2 separate regions of the Mus musculus genome follow, and region 2 is linked to region 1. The links are chromatin contacts, called in public Hi-C maps. All regions are on one chromosome and are shown on one strand. The core of a region is the stretch at or near the end of the contact, and the rest is flanking DNA. Distances in the headings are between cores, read along the strand shown.

The links. A called contact is a pair of places that touch in the nucleus more often than the background predicts.
Region 2: a contact with region 1 is called in a Hi-C map of bone marrow-derived macrophages, with 23 read pairs. The contact joins two enhancer-like sites. A contact is called at or near these places in 2 of 484 Hi-C or Micro-C datasets (bone marrow-derived macrophages and nephron progenitors) and 1 of 115 datasets of contacts at active chromatin or transcription factors (regulatory T cells).

The regions. Positions count from the first base shown.
Region 1 is chr8:127,812,161-127,816,461 of GRCm38.p6, forward strand. No RefSeq gene overlaps it. Among named protein-coding and RNA genes, the nearest start is that of Gm32590, 8.6 kb to the left of the region's middle. Within about 2 kb of position 2,806, at least 47 of the 459 cell types and tissues checked have an H3K27ac peak or open chromatin away from gene starts, as enhancers often do. A contact at or near this core is called in bone marrow-derived macrophages, where this site is marked.
Region 2 is chr8:128,334,707-128,339,078 of GRCm38.p6, forward strand. The region is part of intron 1 of A930035F09Rik (a long non-coding RNA gene); the gene reads right to left. Among named protein-coding and RNA genes, the nearest start is that of A930035F09Rik, 21 kb to the right of the region's middle. Within about 2 kb of position 1,500, at least 14 of the 459 cell types and tissues checked have an H3K27ac peak or open chromatin away from gene starts, as enhancers often do. A contact at or near this core is called in bone marrow-derived macrophages, where this site is marked.

The sequences.
Region 1 (4,301 bases), core at 1,556-4,055:
GGAGAGTGCCAAAATGCCTACCGGCCCTTGCAGGATCATCTGCAGGGCCACCAGGGTTTCAAACCTAGCTTAACCAGAAACCAGACTGCCTTTCATGGTCGCACAGTCATAATATAATTTTATATAGCTATAAAAAGCAAAATTGTGGAGTCTGGTGTAATGGCATACACCTTTAATTCCAGGATTCACTTGAGAAGAAGAGGCAAGTGAACCTCTGTGAGTTCTAGGCCAGCTTGGTCTACAACACAAGTTCCAGGATAGCCAAAGCTATTACACAGAGAAATCCTGTCTTGAACAAAACAAAACCAAACACCCCTCAAACAAACAAAAAATGGTGTCACTTGTATAAAAATGGATACAACTGAAGATTATCATAGTAAGCACACTAAATCATGCTCAGACACATACTTTATTATCTCTCACTTGTGGTACTAAATTTTATGTAGATGCATAAAATCATGTATGAGTATGACAGGAAAGTAAAGCAATAGTATCTAGGGTAACTAAGGGCACTAAGAGAAAGATGGGGAGAAGGAGAAAACAAGTAAGAGAAGTGGGGGCACATGGTAAAAATGTATATCCTAAACATGCATAGAAATGCCCCCATGAAACCAAGTAACATGTACACTGAGTATATGCTAATGAAAATAAAGTTAGATTCACTCCCCACTACAAGCTGTCCCTTTAATGTCTCAACTGCCAATGCCAACATGGCACTGTCTTTTCTAGTTCATTTTATTATTAGTTACAGAACCTGAATGATTTAGAGGAGCAGGGCAGTGAGGGCTTAAAAATGGGGAACATTTAATGATGTACCCATGAAAATCTTCTATAAAACTCATTATGTTACCAACTAAGTCAACTTTTAAAACTCTTAAATAACATATGCCTCTCAAATGGGGCAAGTCTATCACCTAGTTCAAGAACTGCATGGGCTTCTTTGTGCAGATTAAAGACTCCTGAGCATTCCACTGTTCATGTTTGGATGCATGTTGTTATCTCTGTTCAGCTCATGCTTAGGCAGTCTTCTAGGAGACACAATCTCTCAGCAAACTCTCTGCCCCTCTGGGTCTTACAGTCTTTTTGCATATTCTTCTAGAATAATCCCTGAGCCTTAGGCATGGGAGTTGTTTTGTGGATGTATCACTTGCAGCTTGGATCTACAACTCTGCATCTTGATTGGTTACAGTTCTCTCTAATGATCTCTGTCTACGCAGAGAACTGCAAGCAACTAAGTGAGAAGAGGAGAAATAGTCTTCCCCATTAGAGCATCTAACACCAAACGGTCAGTCCTGAAAACTTACATACAAGTAGCAAATAGTCTGAAAAGGATACACTTATGTATTTATGTGTATATACATATGTAACAACAATTGATGAAAAAGAGAGTCCATGAATTTGGCAAAGAGCAAGAAGAGGTATGTAGGGTTTGGTGGGAGGAAAGGGAAGTGAGAAATTACGTAATTATATTATAATCTCAAAAAAAAGAAATCATCTTAAAAATTTAATCTAAAAAAAATCACCTTCAATATTTTACATGGTTGTCATGGTGACCGTTTTGACAGACACAGGATCATGGTTCCTTATGTGGCCTGGGATTTGTGTCCAGGTCTTGGTGGATGGGGACAACTGCCGAACAGTCTTTTTCTGCTCTGAGATCCTGAAGGATGCTATGCTTGTCACCTCTGCTTGCTGCCGTGCTCCTGGCTACTCTACTTCTGCTAAGCTTTCTGGTGGAATGGGTATCTGTACCCGTGGGCCTTCAGATGGAAAGTTCATTAGCAAAATACAGAAAGCAAATAGAAGATCTGGCAGTTTCCTTAGCAGGAATCCCTGGGGTGTACACTGGTGAGCACCTGGGTTTTCAGAAGTGAAGGGTGGGCTGTGGGGATGATGCTCAGTCTCTGGGGCTACAGGCTGATTCCTGTCCTTTTTTCCCAACCTCCTCGAGATCCTCCTTATTATTCTACAGTGTACTTCTAAATATTTTTGTTTTTTTGAGAGTCTTAGGCATTTACCTTCCAAAAGACAATTTTGAATAAGGTCAAAGGGATATCTGCTGTCCCCACTTAGAATATACAAATTAAAGAATTTATTTCCCAGGAGCTGGCTTTAATTATTAGTCATATGGAGGACTTGGGGATCCTGACTTGGGAATCAGGATATTACGTCGTCACGCTAGAAGACTGTTTTGAACCTTCACAGACTGATCCAATTAATTGCTCCTTCCCACTTCTTGCTGCCTTTGTGAGCCATTAGTCCCTCTTTTGAACTCCACTTCCTGCTCACCACTCAACCTTCACAATCCCACACAGATACTCTTTTTTTTTTTTTTCCCTCCCCTTTATCTTGGTCTCTGTTTTGGTTTAGCTGTCTTTCCAATCCTCTGAATGAAGACTTGACTTGCACATAAGGGTGTCACCTGTGAACTGTACTTCTTGGTGGAGGATGGAGGGGACTGGGATTCATCATTCACTGAGGCCCCAGTGTGAAGTTTCTAGGGCCATGATTAGTTCACTTGACAATTAGAGCTGTCATCTTGGTACAGTGGCTCGTAGTTGAGCCTACCAGCTCTTCTGCATCTGTGGAGTCATGATCAGCCCTGTTTATCTCTTTTACAAAACTTGGACAGGGAAACTCAGCAACCTGGGTTTTGCCCTGACCTCACATGAGCTGGAATAATGCTGGTGGTTTGTACTGAGAAGGAGGTAAGGTAATCTCACACAAGCCAAGTTGTAGGGAAGAGACAGCGATGTATTCTTTCGAGGTTACACCCCCAATGACCTACTTCCTGAAACTTGCTCCACCCCCTGTGCCTTCTATCCCCTCTCACGAGTTCATTCAACTATGAATGCACCAGAAGATGAAGAGGAAGCTGAAACTAGCTTCCTCATGATGTAGCCACAGCCTGAAAGCCGAAGGTCTCAACAGGGTACTGAGGACCAAACCTTCAATGAAATGAGTCTGTGGGGGGATACTTCATATTAAAACTGTAAGGAGCAGAGAATGATGAAGAGAAAGACATAGTTTGTGGATCGTGTATTAATATATGAGTTTCAGAGAATTAATGCTTGTTCTCAAAATATACCTAAGCATCTGAGGAAACCGAACAAAACTGAGAGAGGTGAAGGAAGAAAGGATGCTTCTAAAGATAGATGCATCGCTTCCCCTGCCTCCTCCCCCTCTCCCTCTTCCTCCTCCATTTCTTATGAGTGCAGGGATCACAAGCCTGTGCTACTACACTCGGCCAAATGGGGTTTTATTTCTCTCTTTTTTTTCTCTTCTCAAAATAGCTTCCTTTGATTTTTTTTCAATCAGTATATGTTCATTATATAAAATAATGTGTCTCATTTTGGCTCGTTCATGTGCGTATGCTATGCACTTTGATCATACCCACCACCATCCTCATTTCCCCCTCCCCTTTCCACTGAACACTTCCTCTTGCCAAATAACTTCATTTCTACTTTCTTAAAAACCTAGCCTCTGATAGGAAGAAAGGCGTGTCATACTTGTCTTTCCAAGTCTGCCTTATTTTTTATATTATCGTTATATCCAGTTCCATCCATTTTCTTAATAATATTATTTTATTCTTTGAGGCTAAATAAAAGTATTGTATACATGCACCACATTTTCTCTTGTCAGTCACTTCTTGATGGACAAGAAGTCAGAGGTGTCAAATTGATGGGACAGAGGCCTATAGCATGATTGTGCTCAGAGTAACCTTTGTGTTCCTTTCTTCTTCATTATCCTATCCCTGGTCTACTCGACCTTGCAATCATGATGCTTTCTATCTGCTCCAACAGCCCCACCCTGCAAGAGCTTTATACTTGTGCAGCCATAGCCTGCTATAGCTCTGGTGTCTCCCAGTCCAAGATACCTGCACATGTGTGTTTCTCTATGTCACAGTAATTTGGATGTGCTGGTATACATGTGTTGCATATGTGTGTGGAGGCTAGAAATCAACCTCAGATGTTGTTCTTATTCTGGTGATATTCACAAAAGCTCCTGGAAGGAACGTGAATGGTGTGGTTGGAGTCAGGAAGGACAGACCAAGGTTGCTGGGGTGTGCTTTAGCTCACACTCAACACCTGCTCAGGTGAAGCCCAGGCTATTCACAACTGGAAAGAGGGCAGAACGATCTCCAGAATTCCAGTTTTGATATTTGACTTTGTGCCTTTTTTTTTTTTTGTCATCTCGTTAAGTGATGTGTTGGAAATAGTAATGTTTGCAATAGGGCTCTAGATATAGAAATATGTTTCTTCCCTAGAGTTAGCCACCTAGCTGGCCAGTCCTTTGTGTTT
Region 2 (4,372 bases), core at 250-2,749, 520 kb after region 1:
CCTGATAAAGGACCCAATAAAGACTACCACTTCTCTTTACTCTTAACTGACTGAAGTAAATGTTTCTTATTAGAAATTTTTCTAGATCAAGATTTCTGAGTCTCTAAAGACTAGAGTCTACAGTGATGGTCCATGACAAATTAAAATTCTGGACTAGAGATGGCTCAGTGGTAAAGTTGCTGTTCTGCATATATGAGAGCACTGGGTTCCATTTCCAGGACCAGAGAAAGGGGTGGGTAGAAGAGTACATTTCAAGAATGTTATTATTCTGAAAGTGTAAGAAAAGCATATATGTAATTATGTCAGACCCATATGCTCATTAACATTGCAAATGAATTCTTGACAAAGAATTGTAGGTAAGAGCAAGTACAGGCAGAAATGTGTGTGTATATACGTCCAGCTCTCTGAGCATTCGGGTAGAAGTAATGGGAGCAAAGAGAAGAAATGAGTAGCATTCCCAGTTTTAAGGCTCATAAAGCTCTACCCTGGAGAATCAAATTTAATTAGTTCTGAAAACAATGCTGCCAGGTAAAGGAGGTAGCTTAGTCAGTAGACACTTGCCTTCCAAGTATGAGGACCTGAGTTTGATTCCAAGAGCCCATGTTAAACTCGATGACAACAAAGGCAAAACATAATGGGCATGCTTGTAATCCCAGCCAGGCTCCTGAGTGGTTGCTAGCCACCTAGCCTAGACTACTAGATGGACACCAGGCCATTGGGAGTCCTAGTCTCAAAAATTAAGATGGACAGTGCCGGAAGAAAGACACTCAATGCTTATTTCTGCATTGAGATTTCTCTCTCTCTCTCTCTCTCTCTCTCTCTCTCTCTCTCTCTCTCTCTCTCACACACACACACACACACAAACGCATGCATACACACACAGACAGAGATCATGAGAATTTCGAATAAGGAAATAATATTATATTTCTATAGCTTATCCATACAGCTAAGCCACTTCAAGCTGAGTTGTTAACTACGTCAATGGCTGGAGGGTAATATCAAGTTAATTTGAATCTCTGTCCTAGTTTTCACTGAATTCCAGGACCTGAACTCTACCGATGAGCCAGACACTCAGACTCTGAACTTCATTATGCTCATATGGAAGTGGGGTAATAATAGTAACCCTATAAATGCCCTGTGAGGATTGAAGGAGAGAACATAGAAACCACATCGAGAAATAAGCAGCACTAAGTAGATGTTCGTCATAAAACCACCCTCCTCCCGGCCTTCCATCCTTCCAATGATCAAAGTGATCCGATCAGAAAGAAAAAGCCCCCCAGGTAACCTTTCCCATTATTTCTTTGTGCCATTTAACAAACGTATATACAATCTCTTGGTTGGCCCTAGGAGACAAAGATGAATAAGAAAAGGCTTCAATGCTCAAGGATCTGCAGACTCATACAGGAAGCGAAACCATGCCAGTCACCAGAACATCAAGGAAAGAGAAAGGCAGAGCAGGGAGGGGCAGATCCCAGCTGGCAGTTATGGGAAGATAGTGTGGAATCTCTGAAGGATGAGCGTGGGATGTGAGCAAGCCTGGAGGTACATATGCTGATCTCCTGAGAGAAGAGGGAAACACAGTATAATTCCAGAAGGAATGTGAATGCAGATTATTAAGGAATATATTTATCCTATGGTGGGTGTGAGTGGTTCCCTATAGCAAGAAACAACCACTGATAGAGCTCAAGTCAAATTGCTTTTTTTTTTTTTTGACTAGATAATATGTTAGGTGGGTGGTGAAAATGGAGGAGAGGGGAGGACAAGAGAACCAGAAGATCTACAGAAGCCTCCATGTCCCTAACTCCCATGTAATTCTGGGGGAAATGGAATGAAATGAAGAGCTCAAGAGGAAAAGCAGAGGCAATGGGTGTGCAGAGACCCTGGGATTTGAACTGTATGTGGGCCTCTGAGATGAAAATATGGAGCTGAAGTTCAGTCAGTTATTACAATGGATTCAAGGGACCAGAGTGTGACTGATGGTAATGCCCAGGACTCAAGGCTGGACTCAATTAGCAATCTGAGGTGTTTAGGAAAGCCACCTCAAGTGGGATTATAGGATCAAAGTGCAGGGCACAGTGTGGAAAGAGAAAAGATGTATCAGTATAATTAAATAGGCAGAGGCAGAATATCAGCAGAGGCCAGGAAAAGACCAGCTATATGTGTGAACGTATACACACACACACACACACACACACACACACACACACACACACATACACACACACACATCATCATCATGAGAGGTCGAACAGAAAGGTCAAACATATGTAGGCAAAATAAATAATAAAATCATAACCCACTATATCCATTCTATAGCCACTTAATTAAGCAAGATACAATACTTTTCTGGCTTCTTGTTGATGAGTTTTGTTTTTGGGTTTTCTCTATTTTTTGTTATTTATCTACTTCAGGCAGAAAAATATTCCTGGAAAGAATGTTGCTCAATTATTCTGACATGATTTCAAAGGCACTGTTCAGTTTACCACTGTTCATTTTGTAACACAGCCCATTCTACTTAATGGCACAGATAGAATTCCCTGAAGCTCTAGAGTATGCTACCATGACCCCAAGGAGTCAGTGCTAACCTTTTCTTTGTCATTTGTGGTCCTTCTTATGAACACTACAGTCTTGTTGTTCATGCACAGGGGTGTTTTTCATCTATCCTCTGTTACCAGTCAGATCTTAAGCACTTATGCCTCAAGTGGTTTGTTGACACTTGACACAATTCCTTCTACTCTAAGTCAGAAGCAAGAAGCTCTGCTGTGCCAATCCTCATTCACCCTCAGCAAAGGCTAATCTGGAAGGCTAGAGAGATGGCTCAATGGTTAAAAGCACTGCTTTCTCTTCCAGGGGATCTAGGTTTAGTTTCCAGCACCCACATGGCAGCTCAAAACCATCTGTAACTCCAGTTCGGGGAGACCTTTTTCATCTCCACAGGCGCACATATGGTAATCACAGACACAGAAGGGAGCCAAATACTAATACCCATTTTAAAAAATAACTTTTTAAAAGTCTCATCTGGAGATCCTTTCCTACATGGTGTTCTCTGTCTTTCAATGGCCTTTTGAGAGATAGACTTTAGTGTCTATAGGTTTAAAGGCATGCAAATTTGGACTTTCCAAGTCACCTTGGAAGTATCTCTGGACTTAGGTTTCTCATTGGTAAATTAAATGAATTTTACAGTTTTTATGTGCTCAAATCAGTTGATCCTATCTCCACTACACATGAATAGCTAAGGAGATGACAGTATGTAAAACAGAAGTGAATACTTGTCCACATGTGCACATCCACACAGAACTTTCCAGCAAGGAAAAATTGGGCATGTTCTTAAAAGATGAGCACTGAGTGCTGATTTAGGTTTGAGCATTGGCAGATGCAGAGTATGGTTTCTATCATGGGAGAACTCAAGCTTTTCACAAAACTGGAAGCTGAAGTTGAGAACAAAGCTGAGGCTTGGAAAAATGCTATCAGTGGAAGTGATCTGAGTTTAGTCTGCAGGTCTCCAACTCTCAGGGCTTGGTTACACTGTTACACTGTTATACCATTACACTGTTACACTGTTACACACTCAGCAGCTTCGTGAGACACAGGGTCTTCTCTGGACTTTGTATGTTGCAGCTGGAGCTTGGAAGGTTTTTGTAGTTCTCTTTTCTTCCTAAATTCGCTTTTCCCTGGGGATCAGTTTTCCTTTTTGCTGCTTCCATTTCAACCGAAGGTTTTTTCCTCCAATGTGAGATGATTAGCAATTAGCCCTTCACACTTAGGCAGAGACTGGAAGGCTATTTATCTGTCTGCTTTTCACACTGGGAAGCAGGGCCTTTGAGGATTAGTGCCATGTTTTGCTCATGTCTTTGGGTGAAACTTTCTTGCAAACATGAATTATTTAGAACATGGCCGAGGCACCCCCCCCCACTCACTCTTAATCACATTAAGTAAGGATAACATTAAAACCTAACAAAAAGGACTGAGTGGGTTCTAATATCTTATTCTGTGATCAATAGTTAAATGATTTTGTCATTAGTCACACAATGATGAAGTTACATGAAAAAAAAAACAAGCAGAACGAAGCAGATGAAAAGAGACATTAATGTGTCATCAAATATGTGAATGACTATTGGGCAAATAGCATTTATTCTTCCGTGGGTTTTCTATATATTAGGCACTAGTCTGAAAATTCAACCCATAACTCTCCTAGCCCTATGAGGTACATGCTATTATCTTTCCATCTTACAAGTGTGAAATGGAAAAGCAAAAAAAAAAAAAAAAAAAAAAAAAAAAAAGAAAGAAAGAAAGAAAGAAAAAAAAGAAAAGAAAGATTTACATTAATAATTGGTGGAATTTGTATCCAGGCTATTTGTAAAACAGTCATTTA